6 separate regions of the Mus musculus genome follow, and regions 1, 2, 3, 4 and 5 are each linked to region 6. The links are chromatin contacts, called in public Hi-C, HiChIP or PLAC-seq and capture Hi-C maps. All regions are on one chromosome and are shown on one strand. Each heading gives the region's core, a stretch centred on a gene start, on an enhancer-like site or on the middle of the called end of the contact. The rest is flanking DNA. Distances are from core to core; before and after follow the strand shown.

Evidence for each region. A called contact is a pair of places that touch in the nucleus more often than the background predicts. HiChIP or PLAC-seq counts read pairs in DNA pulled down with a chosen protein or histone mark. Capture Hi-C pulls out chosen DNA fragments and counts their contacts.
Region 1: an H3K27ac HiChIP or PLAC-seq map of oligodendrocyte precursor cells shows a contact between it and region 6, with 12 times the contacts expected there. The contact joins the promoter of BC039771 here to the promoter of Slc24a3 in region 6. A contact is called at or near these places in 1 of 39 promoter capture datasets (hippocampal neurons), 3 of 484 Hi-C or Micro-C datasets (neural progenitor cells, palatal mesenchyme and uterus) and 3 of 115 datasets of contacts at active chromatin or transcription factors (embryonic forebrain, embryonic midbrain and oligodendrocyte precursor cells).
Region 2: a Hi-C map of uterus shows a contact between it and region 6, with 6 times the contacts expected there. The contact joins the promoter of Naa20 here to the promoter of Slc24a3 in region 6. A contact is called at or near these places in 3 of 39 promoter capture datasets (the 3T3-L1 cell line, the HPC-7 cell line and hippocampal neurons), 1 of 484 Hi-C or Micro-C datasets (uterus) and 4 of 115 datasets of contacts at active chromatin or transcription factors (astrocytes, bone marrow-derived macrophages, extraembryonic endoderm stem cells and 1 more).
Region 3: a contact with region 6 is called in an H3K27ac HiChIP or PLAC-seq map of stem cell-derived neural progenitor cells, with 4 times the contacts expected there. The contact joins the promoter of Rin2 here to the promoter of Slc24a3 in region 6. A contact is called at or near these places in 2 of 39 promoter capture datasets (the 3T3-L1 cell line and hippocampal neurons), 10 of 484 Hi-C or Micro-C datasets (brown adipocytes, cerebellar granule neurons, cerebellum and 6 more) and 4 of 115 datasets of contacts at active chromatin or transcription factors (embryonic forebrain, forebrain, stem cell-derived neural progenitor cells and 1 more).
Region 4: an H3K27ac HiChIP or PLAC-seq map of extraembryonic endoderm stem cells shows a contact between it and region 6, with 4 times the contacts expected there. The contact joins the promoter of Sec23b here to the promoter of Slc24a3 in region 6. A contact is called at or near these places in 2 of 39 promoter capture datasets (hippocampal neurons and neutrophils), 1 of 115 datasets of contacts at active chromatin or transcription factors (extraembryonic endoderm stem cells) and 1 of 9 other capture datasets (macrophages).
Region 5: a contact with region 6 is called in a capture Hi-C map of macrophages, with 4 times the contacts expected there. The contact joins the promoter of Dzank1 here to the promoter of Slc24a3 in region 6. A contact is called at or near these places in 3 of 115 datasets of contacts at active chromatin or transcription factors (VIP interneurons, bone marrow-derived macrophages and large pre-B cells) and 1 of 9 other capture datasets (macrophages).

What each region holds. Positions count from the first base shown.
Region 1 is chr2:145,699,470-145,703,179 of GRCm38.p6, reverse strand. It overlaps BC039771 (cDNA sequence BC039771), which reads right to left and starts at 1,985. Exons shown (of 4, transcript NR_033220.1): 1 at 1,858-1,985.
Region 2 is chr2:145,901,280-145,904,660 of GRCm38.p6, reverse strand. Naa20 (N(alpha)-acetyltransferase 20, NatB catalytic subunit) reads right to left here and starts at 1,420. Exons shown (of 6, transcript NM_001141965.1): 1 at 1,299-1,420. The coding sequence starts at 1,351.
Region 3 is chr2:145,784,758-145,788,165 of GRCm38.p6, reverse strand. Rin2 (Ras and Rab interactor 2) reads right to left here and starts at 2,050. Exons shown (of 13, transcript NM_028724.4): 1 at 1,987-2,050; 2 at 1,752-1,844.
Region 4 is chr2:144,554,408-144,558,235 of GRCm38.p6, reverse strand. Sec23b (SEC23 homolog B, COPII coat complex component) reads right to left here and starts at 2,007. Exons shown (of 20, transcript NM_001252544.1): 1 at 1,912-2,007. Gm34292 (a long non-coding RNA gene) reads left to right here and starts at 1,601. Exons shown (of 1, transcript XR_003953925.1): 1 at 1,601-3,828.
Region 5 is chr2:144,525,174-144,529,088 of GRCm38.p6, reverse strand. It overlaps Dzank1 (double zinc ribbon and ankyrin repeat domains 1), which reads left to right and starts at 1,675. Exons shown (of 21, transcript NM_172859.3): 1 at 1,675-1,809; 2 at 3,393-3,509. The coding sequence starts at 3,401. Polr3f (polymerase (RNA) III (DNA directed) polypeptide F) reads right to left here and starts at 1,344. Exons shown (of 9, transcript NM_029763.3): 1 at 1,164-1,344; 2 at 269-386. The coding sequence starts at 1,225.
Region 6 is chr2:145,166,316-145,170,103 of GRCm38.p6, reverse strand. Slc24a3 (solute carrier family 24 (sodium/potassium/calcium exchanger), member 3) reads right to left here and starts at 2,329. Exons shown (of 17, transcript NM_001356497.1): 1 at 1,907-2,329. The coding sequence starts at 2,045.

The sequences.
Region 1 (3,710 bases), core at 736-3,235, 530 kb before region 6:
ATAAAAAATTCTCTACCCTAAAACTCATATCCTCAAATAGATAATGAAGGGAGAAAAGAAAACTATCCAACCCTTCCTAGGTCATAAGGCCTGGGATCTAGATATGAGATACAGGCACTCTGACCTACTGACCTACTGGCCTCATTAAGTCTGGAGGGACTGGTGTCAGTGTGGGCAACCATTTCGTTTTTGAATGAGCCGACTGTGGCTCCATGGAAGATCTAGACTGAGGCACCCAAGAGATGGCTGTGGAATCACAATCTATTGATAACACTGTATCCAGAAAATGGAACATTAACAATGAGGAAGCTAAAGGTCAAAAGAGTCCAGGCCACTCTCTGACATTCTGCTCAGAAATTCTGGGTGCCGCTCTTAATAAGACTGTGATAAACCTGAACCATCCAAAAGTGTACAGAAACAAAAGATGTGGCCATATTTAGAAAAACAGGTTTGATAGCTACTGAAATGGTTTGTTTCAAAAAAGAAAAAAAAAGGTTCCTTTCTCATTGAAATGGAATTATTCTTGGTCTGTAACATGAAGAGGTTTGTCTGGGACCAAGAGATTGAAATTGGAGGAGGGGCAATTTGAGACTGGAGGTGAGGAATCCTGTGCCAGCACTTAAGATGGAAGAGATTTCTTTCTCATCAAAGATAAAAGTGGAGACTGGACCTCAGCACCAGAGGATGCTACAGGCAGAATGAAGTGAATGAGAAGGACATGACGACTTAGGTCAAATGTCCCTGTCACTCTGGTGACCCCGCAGGAGAAAACAGATTGGAGCAATAGACAAAAGGTGACAAAGACATTTTCAGAGAGCAGGCCACTGAAACCCCAGGGAAGATGTCTGAAGGTACAGGTGTTGGTATGAGGAAATCAGCTAGTTGTAATTATCTAGCTTTATAGCAGGTGTTAATCACTGGTAAGGTAAAACCAACGTTGAGTGGCAAGCAGGGATCCCACCAGGACCGGGAATAGGGGTCATTTACATAATATTTCGATCAAGAAGCTGCCTTAATTATGCCTGCGTCCTTAGAACAAGAGTGAAATGGAATGTAAAAGTTACACACTAACTTATTTAGCAGAAGTAAGTTGAAGCCAAGAGGGCATTCAGACGGCGCTGAGAGAGCAAGTGAGATTATTAAAGCAATTAATGCCACAGAACCCCCTGCACTGTCCTGAGACAAGGCAAAAGGAGTCCGGAGGGCAAAGCTCTACCCATCGGAGGCTCCATCCTGTGAGGATGCCTAACTTGAAGGGGTTCCCTGGGCCTCAGAGGCAACTTGCTCAGGGAAGTGTTTCCTTGGGATTAGCACGCTGGTTGCATCTAAAGTTGGCAGCAAAACTTGCCAGCACTGCCCACATGGGTAGTTACACAGTCTGCTTTCCTAAGGGACCTTTGAGACAATTTCCTGGCAGTTATTCTTGTCTCTAATCTCAACGCTGTCCCGACTCTAGGCTCCAGACAGGTGTGCATGCCTCTGAGAAGCCCCAAGGCACAGTGGCCAGGGTTCACATCTGCTGGGTCATCATATCCATCTGCACCAAGCCACATTCTAAAGAACATACGATTAAGGACCCGCCTAGAACCAAGTTCCATTTCCCTAGCTGCTGGAAGATCTACATCTCAAAGAGGCGGGGCTTCACTAAGTTTAATGTAGATGAATTTGAAGACGAGGCGGCTGAGAAGTGGTTTGTTCCAGCAAGCTATGGAGTCAAAGATGTCCTCAACTGCAGCCTCTTGGAGAAGTGGTGGGCCCTGCATAACCAAGGGCTTCTACTATGCTCACCTATACCCTACCGAATTTTGTTCAGTAGTAAATCTCACATCCAGTCTGGAAGAAACCAATCAGTCATACCTCTGTGCAATGTACTACAGATTCCTGCATCCTTTCACCTTTGTCTCAGGCATGGACGTAGTGAATGGTTCTAACAATCTGTCCCACATCTTTTGCCAAAAGCCATGGAGAGTTAAACCTTCCCAGCTACAAAACAGAAAGACAAAAGGAAAAGGAAGTCATTTAAAAATATCTCAATTCTTCTTCAGGGGAAAGGTTAGTTTATAAGCCAAGTCAAAGAAGGACATAATTCTTCTCCAAAATCGACATGTTCTGTACTGTCAGCTTCTTCGAGAACTGTCCAAAACAAAAAACGAACATAAAAGGTTGTTAAGTAAAGCTGCTGTTTTTCTCTGGAACTCGTTTTTATTCCTTAAGGATTTATTCATCCTAATTATCCATTGTTGTGTAATAAGACCACAAGACTCGGTGGCTTAAAACAATACTCATTTCCTTATTGCCATGGTTTCTCAGGGTCTGGAATTCCAGAAGAATTTAGCAGAGCAGTTCTGGCTGAGAGTGTCGGATGAGGCCATGGCCAGATGGTAGCTGGAGTTAGAATGTGGGGTTGGGGGGTGAGAGGAGGCATGGCCTGGCAGCTGGCAAGCAGTAGGTCGCTTCTCCATGTAGCTCGGACTTTGTCATCGGCCTCTCTGGCTAAGGTTGGCTTCCTCATAGCATGGTGGCCTCGGAACAACCTAACTGCTTAGAGGATGCAGCTCACAGATGTAAGAAGAATGAACCAGGAAGCAGAAGGGACATCACTGGATCTTTTCCTTTTCAATTTATCCTCAGAAGAAATGTGGCAAAATTCCTCTTCCATCCTAGCAGGTACAAGTAGACACAAAGCCCCATAGGCTTGAGGGGCAATAGCTAAGACTTTTCATCTTGATGGGCCAGTGGCCAGGAGAACACCTAGGCTGGATGGTGGCTGCTGTTCAACTCTATTGGAAAACTACTCTCGGCCCCACAGCCCAAGGTTAACAACAACTGCAAAGTCCCACATACAAGAGGACTATAAATCCACTCTCATTTTTCCTTTCTAAGTCCATTATTATCATCACCATTTTATGTGTCTGAGTGTTTTGCCTGCATGTATGTCTGTGCAGCACTTGCATGTTGGACACTTGGGGAGGACCTTACACGCCCTGGAACTGGAATTACAGATGGTTGTGAACTGCTCCCTGGGTGCTGGGAATCAAACCTGGATCCTCTGAAAGAGAATTTAACCACAGAGTTCTCTCTGTAGCCTCCCTTGGGGGGGGGGGGGGGAAAGATTGATATTGTGTGTGTGTGTTTACACCTAAGAGATGATAACAACATTTATGATGGGAAATGCTTTGACTTTCAAACTCTATTTTCTTCAGGCTGTAGCTCTGCTTAGTACACTTCTGCTTCCTGGGTTTGCACCACATTTCTTTTCTGACCATTAGTTAGATCCGGTGCAAGCAAGGGCAGCGCCTGGGTGGCTGACTGGGTTTCCTGATTCAAGCACGCCCTCTAGTGTTAAAATGGTGTCATTTCTTTATCAGTTGGGTCTGCTCTCAGGGTCGTCTGCCCTCTGTTGGGATGCCCTTTGCTTTCTTCAGGATCCTCCATTTTATCTCTTTTGCTGACTTTCTCAACATCACAAAGTTTCCAGAGGCAAGTGTTCCTAGCACCCTCCATCTCTCCCAGAGTCCCCTTCCTCAGGATGAGACTCATCTTTGACAGTTGGTGTAGCCTGTGCTGTCTCGCCCAGCCTCTGCACACTCGTGTCCTCCACTCAATGCTCCCACAGGCTTCTGAGCCTGCCAGGTCTCACCTGGGCTCCTAGCTGGACTCAAACAGGGGATCTGAAGTTTGTAGAATTCTGTTTCTTCACAATGCTGAGG
Region 2 (3,381 bases), core at 171-2,670, 740 kb before region 6:
AGGAAAGGCCAGCAGCTTCTTGGAACTAGTATTACAATCAAGTGTGAGCCTCCATGTGGAGTGAACCCCTGTCCTCTGGAAGAGCACCCAGTACTTTTAACAACTGAACCATCTCCAGCTCCATGGGACCAATTTTTTAACAACCACCAGGGCCAGTCTCCACCTACTCCACGTCAGGGTTCTGTGTGTGCAATCCCTTCCCTCACCCAGAAACTGAGGACATCAGCACATGACAGAATTTGTGAAGATTTAAGGGCCTATTATTACATGAGCGCCTGCCACAAGTACTAAAATGCACAGAGGATTCAACACAAGCGGGACCTAACCGAAATCTCACAAGATCGGATCTGAACCAATTAAACACGATAATTAAACCTGGCTTCACCTGAAGCAAAGGCCTACCCTGCTTCACACTCCATTTTCCTGCAGCCTTCTCCAGAGTTTCCTCCTTGCCAAATTTCCTTCATCAAGGTTCATCCCCTCTTTGAAATGTCCATCATCCCAGAGTTTCTTCCCTTCTGTTACCTAAACCTTCCGGTCCATACTTCTTACTACGTTATATCAAGCAAATAACCGAGGTCATGTGTCTACAGGAGTTCGCGGTGAAATGCTGAGCTTTTTAAATGGTCATAATTTGGATTCCAAACTAAATTTTTTTTTCTTTTTAAAAAGCGAGAAGGGGAGAACGGCAAATCACGGGTTTTTAAATTTTGGACTGAAAAGAAACCACACAGCACCGGGGAGTCTTCAGTACATTGGATCCCCAACCAAAAAAAAAAAAATGTAGTCTAGCTGGGTGTGGTGGGGCATGCCTTTAATCCCAGCACTAGTAAGACAGGAAGACATATCTGTGAGGTTTAGGCCAGCCTCGTCTACAGAGAGTTCCTGGAGCCCAGGGATACGAAATGAACCCTGTCTTTTTTTTTTTTTTTTTTTTTTTTTTAAGAGAAAAAGAAAAAAACCCAAGGCAGTCTACTTTGGGCGCTCCGCTACTGTAACTACCAAGCACAAACCACAACTTGCTGAGAGGGCCCGGAGCATCGCAAGGTTACTTCACTGGGATACAATTTAACCAGGACCGCGCTCCTTCCCCGCCCTCCCTCCGCAGTGAGGCCGCCTCAGGGAGCGGGCGCGGGGTGTCCAGCCCGGCTCCGCATCATCCCGGGCGCACCGGGAGCGCCGCGCCTCGGCCAAGGTCACCGGTCAGCGCGCCCGCGCAGCGTCCACCCGGCCCACGGCCCCGCGAGGCTGACCCCGTCCCGCGCCGCGAAGACAGAGGCCGGCCGTGCCTCACTCACATGTTGTTGAAGCGGAACAGGTCGTCGCAGGTGAAGGCCCGGAGCGTGGTCATTGCGCCGCCGCCAGCCTCCAACCCGCTCGGCGCGACCCCGCGCCCGCACTACCGGAAGTACTCGCGCCCGCGGCCGCCATGGGGTGGGACAAAGAACTACTTCCGGACCAGAGGTTGCTGGGCAACAAGAGTAGCGTCGTAGCTCTCTCTGGCGGCTGAAATCAGCAATTGCCTTAATGATCCGCGCCCCGCAGACCCTTTCCAAAAAGTAGGCAGAGTAGTAACAAGGAGAAAGAAGCTGGAGTCAGAGAGCCAAATCGTAAAAGCAAGCTTCAAAACTACAAAGATGCTTCACAGGGTGAGTTAGGAAGTGATCCCTAAAAGGATGGCTCAGGGCCTCTTCTCTCAACCACTGTCATGAACCAGGGATGTGACCTTAAATTTTCTAGCACATTAAAATTATTTAGAAGAAAGGAAGGAAAGAAGGAAGGAAAGGAGGGAGAGAGGGAGGGAGAGAAAGAGAGAGAGAGGAAGAAAAAGAAAGGAAGGAAGGAAGAACAGAAAGAAAGAAAGAAAGAAAGAAAGAGAGAGAGAGAGAGAGAGAGAGAAAGAGAAAGAAAGAAAGAAAGAAAGAAAGAAAGAAAGAAAGAAAGATTATCTGTATAAAAAATGTGAATATCTTATCTTATTTTGGCAATAAGACTTTGAAATCTGGTCCATATATTTGCAGTTTATTTTAATCCGAGAGAAAAATGATCAGAACTATTTGTTTTCGATGCTGATTTTAATAAATGTGTGATTAAAGAGCAGATCAAGCCAGGAATAGTGCCTTACACCTGTAATCCCAGTAGTAAGGAGACAGAGACAAGAGGCTGTTAGTGAGCCTCGAAAACCCTGGTCTATATAGTGAGTTCCAGGCCAGTCAAGGACACATAGTGTGACCGTCTCAAATACATGCATACAAGATGATAGAGCTATCAAAGTAATCCAAACATGTTTCCAAATAACCAAATGAAACATTATCTCATGTCTAAGTTGAAAGTTAACCATTAGGAATTACATTCTTTCATCTGGCCTGCTACATTTTAAGCACCAGCCCAGCGTCTCCACGGCATAGACCCAGTGACTGAGGAGACTATGTACTGTCGGGCTGTGAAGCTGCCTTCCCCTCTTCTCCTTACCAGCAGTTGGGGTGGTCCTGGAGAACATGCTGCTGAGCTCAAACCAATCCAACTCAGCGAGATGCCTACATTACAGCAGACTCACATCCCCAACTCCTTTGGGACTCAGTTGCTCCGCAGGTGTCTTGGGAATTCCTTGGCCAAACCTGAGGGCCAGGTGTGGTGGAGAAGAAAGCAAATGGTTGAAAGAGCAGGTAGTCCCAGTGGCTCCTCGCCAAGCTTTGTCTCTAAGCCTGATGAAGTAAATTATACAATGAATAATTGTAAACATGGGTATGACAGGCCCGAAAGTATATATATAACTGCTACTATGGTAGAAAGGTGGAGTTTGACACCATGAGTTCAGCTTCTACCCTCTATTCACTTACTTTGGCAAAATATGCCATGAAATGAACAGTAAAATATATTTTTGAGGGAAGTTGAGGTTATGATGCTTATACAAATGGAAAAAATGGACAAAGTCAGAAAGAGTCTGAACTAACCAGTAAGAGAGATATGGTAGTCTACTCAAGGAAAATTTTAAATGCATGTGGTTAAAACAAAGACAAAATTGAGAGGGGGGGACATGTGGGGGAATATGAATTTGATGGGTGTATATATGCTCATATTTCATTGTATGTGTGTATGAAATTCTCAAGAATAAAAATGTTTTAAGCCAGTGAATGTAAGTAAATTTGCTTTTTTTCATGAATAAGTGTATCATTATACAAAGAAAACTATAAGTAAAATACACACAGCATATTCAAACATGATCCCAGGACTTAGAAAGATGAAGGAGAATCTTGTCTTCCAGACCAGCCTGTGCTACATAGCAAGACCCTGTGTCAAACATCAATAAAAAACAGAGTAAATAAATGGCCAAGGTGCTCAGGACCGCTGGTCAGCATCCACAGGGCAGTGTCCTCTTAC
Region 3 (3,408 bases), core at 801-3,300, 620 kb before region 6:
ACTACTATGTAAGCTATGATTCCGCAGGGTTCCCTGTACATCCTAAGGTGGTAATTAAGGACTAACCAATATTTAGGCTAATTTAGGCCATGCCTTGGGATAAAGCAGTGTTTGAGATGGTGTTTTTGCACGCATATCTCAGCGTAAGATACAATCGAGGGCTCCGGGCTTCAGCTCCTGGTCCCCCAAGAAACCGGAGGATGAAGCTCCTCCCTCCCGTTTACACAGGTTTGATGAAAGCTGAGAAACCTCGCTGAGGATTGAGATTAGTTATGTAGACACAGCTTAACGACCTGCACGGAGAGCGGAGGTCATTTGTGTCAACATTACTTGATTCTTCCAGGATCTTCCTGTCCATAGCCTTAAGGCTATGAGTCAGTCAATAGCCTTTCTGTTTGCTGCAGGAAGTCTCAAAAGTTTGCTCACTTGGGAGAGCAGCATGCTAGTCAATGGTTTACTCAACAAGACTCACCTCTGTCTACCAGTTCTGAGACACTCCCTCCCACGCCTCGCTAAAACCCAATCAGAGATGTTGCTTACTATCAAGCTTCACTAAAATCCAGTTACACCCTGCTTTGGAGAACTCAGCTTAAAGGACTTGGGACTCAGCAACCAAAACCTACCAACGCACCTCCCAGGGGTCCCTGGCTTAGACACTGATGAGACTCTTGGCCCTCGTTTCAGCAATAAGCTCAATAAAGCTTGCTCTATCAACAAGGTTTCTGATGGATTTTCTAGGGTCAACCTCTGACATATGATCAGTCTCAATCTCTTTGGAAATAGAAAACACAGATACACATACATACACAGATACACATACATACTTATGAACACTTAAGGGCTTTGGATTTACTAACCACAAGCACTCCCCCCACCCCCCTTCTCAGTAATAAAGCAATAAGGTTTCCTTGGTGCGCCTCCTCTGGGGACAAGGACCATTGTTTGGGACACCTGACTGCAATACACTTCATGTGCACATTTAACTTCCTTTAGTCTATTCCCCCCCCCCCCAATCCCCAGGGCAGGGGGTGAGGTGTGAGTCAGGATTTTCCAAAATAAATTTGCATTTATTTGAGGATATGAATAAACAGGTCAAAAAGCCACAAAAGGAAAACTAATTTGCAAGTTCACATTAGAAATGGCCATCAAATCTTAAACATACGCACTCCATATAAAATAACCTTAAAAAAAAATCTCTCATTAAACCAGAAAGTTACTTTAGCCCCAGCAATGCCCACGTGAAACAGACAAGCTGTATGACTTTAATCTTGTCTTCCCCTTGCCCCACCATAAGAAACCTTTGAGTGTTTGAGAAACTAACATTTGATCAGCCTAAAGTGAGGTCCTGGAATCATTGTTTTGCTTTGCTTTGCTTTTTCTTCTGCTCTTTAATGATTCAGTCAGACGAATACACTGGTCTCACACCATTAATTTTTTGGAAATCAAAGTCCAGCTTTCATCCTGAAATTCCCTAGCTTAAAAAGCCTGAACAGCACACCACTTCAGAGCCCCTCTAGGGTCTCACCGTGTGGCATCTCTGACCCAGACCCCAGCCAGTGAGGAACTATTAAACCACAAAAGCCCCAGCCCGCTGAGCACCACCGTGCTCACAGGCAAGCTCCCCTGGCCCCAGCTGGTCTAGCCAGCAGGCTTTTAAGCTCCAGCCTGCAGCTTCGGGTGCCTGCAGCTCCTCAGGCTGCCGCGCAGAGGGAGCAGAGCTGAGATCCCAAATCCAGTTAGTTTCCTTTTACCTTAAAGAAACTTCCTCGCTTGTCCAGACCTTGGGCGCCCATGGTCCACGCTGACATTTCCCCCAGCGAGGCTCTACAACATGCCGGGGACTCCTGAAGGTAGAGACATTTTCAATGGTTAGTGGAGCCTGTAGGAAATTCCTTTCTAAGCCACAGAGCACTCACAACAACAGTCCTGCCAAGATCTTTTTCCGTCAACAACATTGTGCCATTTATTTCCCACCAAAGCCCTTACATCTCCTTTCAGCCCGGTTTCCTGCCGCGGCCAGCACTCTTCCTAGACTGTGCCCCACCTCGCTGCCCCACCCCCTCTGCCAGCAGCTGACGTAGAAGGTCTTCAGGACTTCAGGGAGCATAAAGATGGCTTTGTGTGTTTGCTTGACCCCAAGCTGAAGTCCAAAAGGAACCAATATTAGTTGTCCCCATAATCTGCTGTGAAAGCTTATAGATTTCATATGGCAGATCGCAGAAGAATGGATCCCTCTATGTCCCAGGAAATCCTGCTGTTAGGGAGTGAGGTCAGCATTCCCTCAGTTAGCTCTCCTCCCGGGCAGGCAAGGTCAGCAGAAGGGCACTAGGGAGAAATCCCTCTGTTTTTTCCCCCCTTAGAAGCCAGTGGGACTGGGATGCAGCCCAGAGAGTCAGTGTTTACAGAGCTCATTTGTGTAAGGGGACGCATGTAAACAGCTCCAGGATCATCCAAGGGCTTGGGCTCACTTTGGAACACAGAGGAAAAATTTAAAGGCAGGATAACAACATGGTCCTGAATCATCGCCGAGACTATCATGCTTGGAATTTCCCTTCCTAGGACAGAAACCAGTAATATCTGCACACACCCTGCAAAGACTTCCATCTTCATTTCAGTCTTAGCTGGGTACACACACCTGGTGCAAGAGACCTGGCTGAGACAGGTGTGTCTTGGGGTGGCAAGGGAAGTCCCCAAAGCCTTACTTACCCAGTGAAACTGTACAGCCAGTGAAACTGTACAGGTTTAAACAGAAATCTCACAAAGGGCTGGCTCTCTCTCTCTCTCTCTCTCTCTCTCTCTCTCTCTCTCACACACACACACACACACACATACACACACACAAACATGCCTTTCAACCCACTTGCTATAACATGTACAAGCCAGGGCATATTGCAGACACAAGCAACACAGAAAGTAGGAAGTGCAAACATCACTTGAATCACTAAGGAATATTAAAAGTGGTTGGGCTGCAGGCATGAAGTGGTGAGGTACCAAAGCCTGGATGACAGAGCCAGCATCAGACACTTGGATGCTGAGGTCAGCGCTAGTGACAGTCTAACAAGGGGAAAGGCAAAGTCTACCAGTGAGCAATGCACAAGTGTAAAAGCAAGAGACTTTGTAGAGATTCCTTTGATGCCCCCCAAACTGTCTCTCAACCCACACCCACAGTGAGCTGTTAGGTTGGACTCAGGTGTGGAATCTCATCTAGGCAAAACAGCATCTCACGCACCTAGCCTTCCTTTCAAAACCTCCTCTAGTTGACTTGTTGCTCCATGTCTTGGTCACTTTCTCTCTGGCATCCTGTTCCATTTGTGATCCTGCTGGGATGAAGGACAGTGATCCAAAACCCTCCTGGAGAGATGGCAAGCTTCACGGCAATCCTGCTGACTCCAGAGGTTCACGCTCCCG
Region 4 (3,828 bases), core at 758-3,257, 610 kb after region 6:
CTGAGACAAGCCAATTTCAACTATGTGTCGAAAGGTAAGTCTCAAATTCTGTTTCATGATCCAACAACTTTCCTGATTCCCTTCCTTTCTTTATCAATCAAAGTAAATTCTGTATGAAATGCCACATGCCAAGAAACCTTGATTTTTGTTTGTCCCCCCGCCACCCCCACCACATTGCTAACTGTAGAGAACAGAACTGTATGGTGACCTGAGAATCCGGTTATTAACAGGAAGCAGCTTGACACTGAAGCATTTCTAGTGGGCATACCACAACTATGAAAGGAAGTTTGCTTTTGTATTGAGTCTCACCATGTTCTCCTTCCTCACCATGTTTGCTTATGATCATCCTTGAAAGACTCTTTAACAATTAAGTCTTTCAGACGAAGCTTTCAGACTCGGATAGCCCAATGTTGTTAAGCAAATGCATCCTACGTGTGATTGAAAATACATTGACACATGAGTGACTGAAGGTCAACTGAGCAAGCCAATCCGGAAAGCAAAATGAACTGGTCCAGGGGGTAAAGTGCTTGCCACGCAAGTCTGACAGCCTGAGTTAGAGCCTCAGATCCCACAAAAAGATGGAAGGAAAGACCTAAGATCACAAAAGTTGCCTATGAGTGGCTTGACAGGTGCACACACATGCAAATGACATGTTTAAGCAAGTAGACTGTTAAAAAAAGGAAAGCCAGAAAACTGAACTGAAGAAGAAGAAGAAGAAGAAGAAGAAGAAGAAGAAGAAGAAGAAGAAGAAGAAGACGACGACTAAACCTGTGAAATGAGAATGGAAGCATATTCTTGTAATTTCCATATTTGGGAGGCTGAGGCAGAATCAAGAGAGTACAAAGCCTCCTGGGTTACATAGGGATAGATATAGATATATAGATATATCCTGCAAATAATTTGGGTGAGGACAATTTTACATACCCAGAAAAGCAAATTAATTATTCTACCATACAGACTCTATACAACAAAGTCCCAAATGTCTGTTCCAACTGAAACTCTTAACACATCTACTTGTTAGTTCTGGCAAATACAAGAAGATAAAACCCTAACTACACAGAAAGCACTTAGGCGCCTGGGAGCGGGGGTGGGGGTGGGGGGTAGTAAATAAGTCACAGCACATTCTAACATCGCCATTTCCAGCAGTTACTTCAGCAAACCCCATTAAATAATGGTAACCCCTCTATAAAGTTCTTTACGTAAATGTATAAGTCCCCGAGTATCAACATATTAACACCTGCTCCTATTTCCCACTGCCTCCTTTCCTCGATTTATTCTAAACCAGCTTCTTAATCCTAAACACGTAATCCACAGAGGCTTTCAGTGAATTCATGAATCCTCTGACGTTCTATGTATTTTTATTAAATTCTATGTGCTGAGAAAAATGCTCCTATCAAACTCTCAACGAGTAAGGGTATCTGAAGAGGTAAATAGCCGAATGGATGAATGACTGAGTGAATGAAGAGAGAATGAATGAATGAGTGAGTGGATAAAAGAAAGGCATCCAATAAAATATCTTAGCCCCTCTAAGCTCTCCAGGACATAACTTTCCAGGACTTAGTAACCATCTGTAGACACAGTTAAATACCTAATCCTGTACTGAAGATCTGGTTTCTGGTTTCACTTATCACAAAGCAAAACTCAAGGTTTTCATGGGGATTCGGTCCTTCCGGATGTTCGAGTCACCACCACCAACACCCCAATTCCGAGGGCTAAGGAGTCAGAAACCGGCCGTCGGCTCTCAGGCACGGCGCGGACGAGTCACTCTGAGCCGGCTTCTGGGTCATCAACTCTCTCTGATTCTTCCCATAAGCAAGCCCACCTTGCCTCGGCCTGTCTGGCTTCGGCCCTCCTCCTATGCGCCCCTTCACCATTGCAGAGCCAGCCGCTCACCTGTCCGGAGCCACTCACCGGGACTGAACCTTCCGCGCCCCACGGACACCAGAGCTCAACTCCGGCTTCCACCGCCAAGTCCACCTCAGCTCACAGTCGATTGGTCACCGCTCCGAAACGTCATTTCGCGGCGCCATGCTCTAGCCAATCAGAGAGCGCTTCTCTGGCTGACCCGAGAAAGTGAAACAGTCAGAAAAGCTGCGCCTCCATCTTTGAATAGGGCAAGGCTGTGGTTTCTCACCCAACAAACTTTAGAATGTAGAATTCCTCAGGATACATACTTTCTTGAATATATCCTGAAATTTTTCTCCTTCACAGAACCTCGGCGCCTGCGGAACCGTCATCCAAATGCATCCAGCACTCCTCAGGGGACCGCCCTGACACAACATGACGTCTGTTTGCCTCAGGGGGAAGTCCCTCTCATCGCCTAGCTACCGGGAAGCGAGAAGAGGGACGCGTAGCCCGGAGTTGTCCGGAGAGGCCCTCAGCCTGCGGGAAGGGGCTAGGAGGGGACAGAGAGTCTCGGCCGCTAGTTGGTGATCTTTTTGAGCTCAGCAAGTGCGGGTGCGGGTCCTCTCTTCGCGGTACAAAACTTTCCCTTCTCGTTGCTGCTGTGGTTTCTGTGCTCAATAAAAACTGTTTCTGGTGAACATCCTCCTGCCATTCCCCAGCAAGGAAGTGAGTAATTGGGGATGGTCTTATTCAGACACTTAAGGAAACTATCAGAGTCCGTTTTGATGGGTAACACAGCTTTTTCTGTGACCGCCGCAGTCATTTTTACACTTTCTTACAAGTGGCAAAAATAAATAAATAAATAAATAGCAGCAAATTCAGCGAGTGTGTAGTGCCTGCAGCGGCCAGAAGAATCTATTGTGTATCCTCTAACACGGGTGCTAGGAACTGAACTCCAGCAGTATACACATAGCCACTCAACCAACCCTTCATCCCGCCAACTAAAATCTTACAGTTATGCTAAGACATGTTATTCAAAGAGTACCCATTAAATAACCCAGTTTCCTACTAATGCAAACTTTTCTTTAAGACAGAGCCTAGCTGTAGGTTTGGCTGGCCTGGAACTCAGGAAGCCCTGCTTTCTTCTATCTTCCTATGCCTCCTCAATTTAAAAGCACACGCCATCACACCCGGCTAAATCAAACTTTTTGACGTCTATAAATCATAGGGACTTAAGTTTAAATAGGTGGTACTATAAAATATTACTGTTTGCATTACAATCTTTAAAATAAATTTACATTTTCTCATCATCATAAACATAACAATGTTAATGATGGCATGTTTAAAACCTTAAATTATGTTTGGGAAATGCAGTTATCTCTTCCTAAGGTAAAATGTAAAATAAAATATACATGTTCGTTATATCTAACGCTGAAAAAAAGAAGTCGCTTTTTAAATAACAAACACTAATATGATTTTATTTGTCAAATATTTCCCTTTCAATTTTTGGACCTGGATTATTTCTACACTAGTAATTTCTGTAGAGAGGATTTTTTTTTAATTGCATGTTCAAAATATACAAGATTGAATGTCCTTACTTGGGGGAATTTAGAAGTATTTTATTTATATAAGAGAATACTTGCAGGGCAATAGTGGTGCATGCCTTTAATCGAAGCACTCAGGAGGCAGAGTCAAGGAGATGTCTGTGAGTTCCAGGCCAGCCTAGTCTACAGAGTTAATTCCAGGACAGCCAGGGCTACACAGAGAAACCTTGTCACGAAAAACAAAACAAACAAAGTACTTGTTTCTGTAACACAGATCTTTTAATTGGAGAAATATAATAATTTAACTTATTGTGACTCAACGCGGGTAGCAAGATATCCTGTTCTCTCACAGAAACAGATGTAAGTCTTTTCGTTTTCATTCTAGCCAGGCAGACACACTGACATATAAAGAACATACAGCTTTAGTTCTACAGTCTCA
Region 5 (3,915 bases), core at 426-2,925, 640 kb after region 6:
AGAGTGGGCTGGGGCAAGTTCCTGTGTCCTCCATGTCTTTGGCTTAGGCTGATACTAAATTGGATGGTGCCCATTCACTGCCTACAGTCAGCACATCAGTTCAAATACCACATTCTAGAACATCCCAGAAACAGCAAACAGGCAGATATCTAGGATCTCAGAGCCCAGCCAAGCTGACACATAAGGTTAGCCATCACAACGATATGACAGGAAGCAATGAAAACCAGAATATACAACAAATTACATGAATTGGTTGACTTCACCTTACCATGGATAACAGTCTATTGATGGCCACTGCCCGCTGCTGGGCTTCAATGTGAGGCATTTCGTTCTGAATTACTTGATCTGTGATTCCATGAGGGAACTGGTGGCATAATTCTATAATTCTAGGAACAACGGTATAAATGGTTTATGTTTGCTTGCTTTTAAAGGCAAATAAGGAAGATACACGATAGTCAAGCTAAAAAGCTCAATGTTGTCAATGGGAATAAGTACAGCAAAGTGACTCCAAGGTCTGTGGGCAGAAAGCAAATAGAATATTCGGGGGTGGGGGTGGGGGGCAGCATAGTGATTCACCATAACTGGAGTCTTGAGAATTATCCCCTCCAAACAAACTGGAGGGATTAATTTGTTTGGAGGTGTAATAAACTTATTATCCACAATAATAATGTTGAGAAAGTCGTCTTTTAAATACATTATAACCTAGAAACACATGTGCACTACGGGAGTTAAGGCACTCACTGAACCTACTTGGCTCAATGGTCCTTTGTAATCACAAACTGAACCCTCATTTGGCCCCAACGTTCTCTTATAGAACTTCCCTTGGCAACCGGGCAATCCTGGATTCGAACACATGTCCAAGAACTACAGGGAAAATGCAGGTCTCTCTTCTGGCCCTGGCTGCTGTCACGTTCCAAGTGCTCTAATAGAATCCCGGAGAACCCAGTTCCACAACGTTTCAAGCTGTCCCGCTGCTCTAGAGCTTCTGAAGAGTTCTACTCTCCCTAATCGGGGCGGGGGGGTCGCCCAGACACCCGGCAACCCCGCTCCCGCGTGCTCGACCAGTCTACCCCAGCCTCTCCCCGCGGGACTGAGAGAGAAGGGGGTCCCGCTACCCAGCTGACTGCTCGCTTAGCGTCGGGAGCCTAGCTTTATTGCAGTACCTGTTTTCTATCTCCACCGGATCCGCGTCCGGCGGCTGCACCTTGACCTTCACCTCCGCCATGAGGGCAGTTTTCGAGACTAGAGGAAAAGTGGCCCCTCGGAGCGCGCTGGAAGTCTCGGGAACCGGTGGAGGCGCGCGCCGGGGACCGAGGCTTGAGAGAGAGGCGAGGGACCTTCTTCATCCGGTCGCGCTGGGCCTTCTTCATCGGATCGGCTTGGGGCGCCCGTGCTGTGCCTGCTCCGCCTTGCTCGGCAGGGTCGCCACAGCGACTCCCTTCCGTTGTCTCAAATTTCAGTGCTTGTCGGACAAGAGCCTCTGGCTCCAGTACGCACCCTTCAGCCTCTTCCAGCCGCCGAGAAGGCATATTCTTGGACACCTACAAGAAAGTGTCGCAGAAGGATCTGGAGGCGGGTACCAGACGGAGGCTGCAGCCAGAGACAAGGGCGGGGCTGGTTGCTAGGATGTCGATTTCCCTGCCAATCATCTGCTCGGCTCCCGATGGGCGGGGCGCGGTTCGCAGCGTCTGTGGAAACGCAAGCTGCAGCGGAGGAGCTGTGGTGAGACCGTGAGAAACCTGACAACGGGTTGGCGGCGGCGGTGCTGCGTCGGGGGTCCTTAATCTCTGTCCTTGAGGCTGGAGAAGGGTGAGGAGAAGGGCATCTCTCACTGGGTTGGGAGGGAATTAGGCATCTCTGACTGCCTCGCGAGGCCGAGGGCATGACGCAGGGTCTGGGTCCTGGTTTGGGCAGCGAGGAGATGGTTCAGGTGCAGGATGTTGGGAGATGCTGGTGGCATGACACTGACACCAGGCTGCGGTGTGGACCTAGCGAATCAGCCATCTCTGTCTCCTTCCTGTGAGGTCCAGTGACCACCCCAGGTTTCCAAGAGCAGCTAATAGCTAACCGTGAGCACTTCAGTCTCGAACCAACGGTGTTTATTTAGAATCTAGTTTTCAGCTATCTTTATTTTAGCTGACTCTCACTCGAAGGGAAATGTGAAGGTAGGCGAATCCCTCTACATCCAGCGTCATTTCTGAAGGGTCAGATACCTGTAGTTTTTATTCTTGGTCCTCAATCTGGAAGAATCCAAAAAGGCATTAAATTCGTCTTTTAATTCTAATTATCTCGCTTTCCAGAACAAGATATGTCAAAACGCAAACATGTTCACAGCAACATGATCAGAATTCCAACTACCATTTAAAAAAAAATGACCTCACCACTGAACAACAAATTGTTACATGAAAAATTGTAAGCCAGGCATGGTGTCTCATTCCTTTAATCCCAGCACTTGGGAGTCAGAAGCAGGTGGATCTCTGTGAGTTGGAGGCCAGCTTGGTCTACAGGTAGAGCTCCATAACAGCTAGGGCTGTTACACGGAGAAACCCTGTCTCGGGGGAGCGGGGGGCGAAATGAGGATGCAAAATGTTGATTATAAAAGTGAGATGAATATGTACATTATAATTGAATAATAATGTAGCCACAATCGTTGAAGCTACAGTGCAAGTTGCAAATACTGGATTAAGAGGACTCCTCCCCACCTCAAAGAAAAGACCCATAAGGTTTCTGCCCTGCTAGTTATTTACAAAATAGCAGAGCTAATAGGAAATGATGGTTGTGGGTTTATATCCATGTCAACTTCCTTTCTATTGAGAGCTGATGCTCTGCAGTCTTTGCAGTATATTTTCCAAAATACAATACACTGCAGTGGTTTGCAAAGGTGAGACTGTGGGGGGTTAGAACCTCTTTTAAGATTTGGCTCTAAGTAATTCATGCTACGTGCAGAGTTACCTGCTCCCCTTATGTAATGAGTTGCCTTGAAGTCAGGAGAGTGAGTGTGTGTGTGTGTGTGCATGTGCGCGCGCACTGGCTGAAGGCAGTGAAGAGTGAATGATCTCGAGGGAACTGAGCTCAGAGCGTTAGAGGTGGATTCTGCTCTGCCTCATCCGTGGACCTGCCCTTTTAAAGCAGCTCCAGCCTCCTAGCGAATTCATCTGTTTGTCTTTATTAGATGTAAAGTGTTTAGGTGAATATCCAACAGCAGACGTCAAGAGCAAGCATACAGCCAACGTGTAATAATTTCATTAATTAAACTGGGCGTTATCTGTAGGTGGCATATTAATTTAATGCTCTTCTGGCTTCAATGCATTTAAAATAAGTAGCACTCTGTTGTTTTCGTGTTTAGGCATAGGTTCATGATGGAAATTTTTAATCTATTTTTTTTCTATAAGGAGAAAACATGACTGCTGGCTCAGTGTGTGCCCCTCAGATCATACCACTGCGAGTGCCTCAACCTGGAAAAGCTAACCATGAAATTGATACCAATACTCTTTTGGAAATGAAATCCGGTAGGAAAGCCATGTATTTTGAATTATTTAGAAATAACATTGCCATAGTCTGTGTTCATGTGTTACTGACGGATCTCTTTGTATGTTTTCTATATTGGGGCTTTAGACGTTGGCAAATCTTCCACATGTTGAAAATGTTGTTCTTTGATGGTTTGTAGAGTGGTATGTATGTGTTTGTTTTTCATGAGACACGCTCTTATGTAGTAGCCAAGATCAGCCTTGAAATCAATATATAGCCCAGCTGAACATGAATTTGCAGCAATCCTCCTGTTTCAGCCAGGAGACAAACAGGTTGGTAGTGGCAACACCCTCTTGATTCACCTGAGTCAAGGTTAGATATCCAGTTGTGTTCCCAACCTTTCTCAGGATGCTTATTATTTTTCTGAAATAATACATTTGACCTGCA
Region 6 (3,788 bases), core at 1,080-3,579:
AAACAGAGCCTGCGTAGCAAGGTCATTAGCATTGTTGGGTTTTTCCCAACTAAGTCTTCTTGCTATGCATGGAAGTGTTCATAAACTGGACATTAGCAGACAGGCTAGAGAAGTGAGAAAGAGAAGAGAAAGATAAACAAGAGAAGGAATGAGATGGGGGCATGCTATGGAATGATGTCTGAGTCAGTAACACCTGGAGAGAAATGTCAGGAAAACTATCTCAAAAGGGAAGAGTAGTCATCAGATTCTAAGTTCACAGTGTGTGATGCCTTATCAGCCCAGATATTCCAGCATCTGGTGGTAGCAGGAACGGAAACCCCTGCAATTGATCCACTTAATCCTATGGATCACATTCAACATCCAGGACAAATGTCTTTTATGCCCTGCAAAGTGCTGGGAAGCCTGTTACTCACAGGCTCCAACCTGTAGAGAAACGGCCACCAAGTGATTTGGAATAACTCTTGCCAACGGAAGCATAAACTATCTGCTGGCTTCCACTCACCCTCTTCGGGACAGTCAGTGCATACTACTTAGCAGGTCTGAATCTTCCCTTGGAAAAAAGTCTCACTTCATTCAAATAGTACAGCCCACCTCCCTCATGTCAGTACCCAGGGCCAGAAAATCAGAGATTCAAAAGCAATAGAGAGAGTCATGGAGTCTAAGGGTTTTGCTGAAGACCAGGCCCGCTTCTCTCCTATTACCATATATGATGAAGTCCGTAGAGAGATCTGCTAAGTTCAGAATGACCCCTGAGTTTCACCATGAGGCACCACACCAGCCATGGTGAGGGAAAACCCTTTCTTGATTGATGGCACCTTTTAAAATGTCACCATCGCTATCAAAATGCTTTTATTGTGTGCTTCAAAGCACCACGTATTAGAACTGTGCCTATCTTAACAGTACAGCACATAGCTGTAACTGTTTTACCCCACAATCATTTATTTGTCTGCTTCCCCACAAACCCTGATATTCGAAAAGCCAGGATAAGAAATCATTTTACGACCGTTATTCTTTCAAGTCTTTCCTTTCTGTGAGGTTGTTTTGTTTCTTTTTCTTACACAGCTGCACCCCAGAGTCCAAATTGTTTCCAATGGACAACTGTTTTGAGCACATTTCTCCCCAATGTCTATTTTAGCTCCAAAAAAAGCCAAGGGCAAAGATAAAACCAAACTATCGTGTGTGTGTGTGTGTGTGTGTGTGTGTGTACAAGTGTGTACACGTGTGTATGCACCACCAGCCAAAGCACCAAGGAAAAAGTGGGCAGCATAGAGTGGTCCGCCCCCAGCATCAAGTCGGTGAAAGGAAGCAAGCCAGCCTTGAGAAATGAATCCATGTGTTCCTGCTGAGCAACCCTTTAAGGGAGCATGCCCATTCCTAAACCCTGACTGGTAGCTATCACTTTCTCCTAACGGAAGTAAGTTCCCAGCACCTGTTCTTGGATCGCAAAGATGGCAAGGAGCATTCTCCACTGCCCACCCCACCTGTTCTGTGTGGAGAACACGTGGAGAACCGGCTGTGAGCTGGTCAGCCTACCCTGCATTCCCTCAGTAAGCCAGGAGTACAGGTGGTTGGTTACCTGCACAGGTACTGATTGCTGTCAGAACAACTTTATTACTAGCCTTGGTAGTGAAAGGGTCCCTCCCTGTCACCGCCGCCACTACCAGCCAGGCTGTGGGAAAGGGGCAGAAGGCAAGAGGAAAAGGTCTTCTTGGTGCCCAAGGGGTCACTCCTCCACCGCTGCAGTCCTAGAGCCCAGACCCCTTCCTCCCTAGCCCCGCAAGAGACCGGAGTGTCCCCGTGCCTGTTCGGTGTGGCTGGACCCAGCGCAGCTCGCCGGGCACCGAGCCCCGAGAGCCCGAACTGCTGGAGCCGCAGCGCCCACTCGGGGCAGGCGGCGAGCACTCACCCTTCTGCTCTCGCAGGCTCGACAGCGACCAGAGCAGCAGCGCCACCGAGGCCAGGAAGCAAAGCTGGCTCAGCAGAAGGTCCCTCCGCCGGCGGCGGCTGCGGCGGCGCGCGCAGTCCTGGTCGCCCGGCGGCGGCATCCTCGGACAGCCGGGCGGCGTCCCTGGCGGGCGGCGTCCGCTCGGGTCGCGGGCGGCCGCGGCGGGGACGGCGGCAGGAGGCAGCCCTGCGCGCAGCAGCCGCGCGTCCTCGCTGCGTTCCCACCCGGCCGCCGCCTCCTGCTTTCCCTCCTCCCGGCCGCTGCCGGTCTCCACGCCGTCGCCCTCGTCGCTATCGCTCAGTCCCTCCTCCCCCGCCGCCTCCTCCTCCTCGCCGCTCGCCCGCACCGCCGCCTCCCTGCGCTCGGGGTCCCTCTCCTGCTCGCGCGCCATGGCTCCCACGCTCCGCGCCCGCGTTCGGCCTGGGGCGGCGGCGGCGGGGGCGGCCGGGAGGCGGGGGCGGCGGGGGCGGTGGAGGAGGAGCGGGGAAGGACCGGCGAGAGGAGGGCCGGCCGCTGGCCACCCGAAGCAGGCCCTGACCTCAGGCTGCGGGAGTGCAGCTCGGGGTCGCACTCCAGTGTCCACGCGGGGGTGGGTGGGTGGGGGACTCGGAGCCGAGCGGCGGCCGGAGCGCGCCAACAGCTAGAGTGAGCGCAGCTTCCCGTACCCCACGGTGGGTCGGCGGCAGGGGGGCTGCGCACGGGAGGGGGACAGCGCCCGGGATGCTATGAGTCGCTGGCCAGCACCGCGGGGAGGGGGCGCAGGGAGGAGACTGGGCTGTGGAGGGAGCCCGGTGCACAGCCCTTCAACCCTTTGGTGCCCAGAGAAAGAGGCGGTGCGGTGGGGGAGGCCCGCTAGGCGGGATGTGGATAGACAGATCTCCACCAAGGAGGACTGGCCTGAAACTTTCAGAGAAAAGAAGGATTTCCTTGGCCCTCTTCCATCCGTTGCCTTAAGCTAGAGCGTCTAGAGTGTGCTAGGTGGCCAATTCCTAGCCACTGGTCCTGCCTCCTGCCGCTGGCCTCAGGGGTTCCCCTCTGCCCCCTGGTGGGGATCCCGGTGAGCCAGGCTCAAGTCCTGAAACTGGCCTCCTGGGGGGGTTTGGCTTATTAGGGTTGTCCTGGCTTCCCCCTCTGGCTAGGGTTCACATTTCGCTCTCTGAGGAGCTGAAGCAAGTCCAGTGTGTGGCTGAACCTGAGGGGGCCCTAGTAAGTTCCCTAGGAGGGAGACTCTTGGCCTTCTACAAGGACAATCAGTCCACCCCTCCCCCAAGATTAGAGCCCTAGGCCCCAACTCCCTAATTCGAGTTCTTCTGCCCCTGCCTATTAAAGATGTAGAGGCTGACATCCCCACCCCTATCTGCAGTACCATTGAAAAGGGCACCTAGTGATCCCAGGGGTTCACTCCCAGGGGCTTGGACTTCCCTAGCCTCATCCCAGGTACCTGCCTGCAGGATGGAAGACACACGACCCCAGAGGAAGGGAAGAAGAGATGTGTTTCCAAGTGGTGGTTAAACTTAAGTCTTATTCCAAAAGGATGGTCCTAGAAATCAGATATATGTTTGGATGGCTCTTGGGCCTGAGCAATCTAGCCCTCGGGAGTTGGGAGGAAGTGGGGAAACTCCATAGAGACTTCTCCCTGCCCAGGTCACAAGGGACCCACAGGATCAACTGTGAGTGACCTTCCATCCCATATAGTGTCAGATGTCCCCTGACAACATCTGGAGACATGGAAAGTGATCACAGGTGGTTTGTTTTCTGCTGAAGAGCAGAATTTGCTTTCCATGTGTTTATTCCCTCCCACTCCTATGTTGGCTGCCCCATATCCAGAGCACCTTCCCTGCAA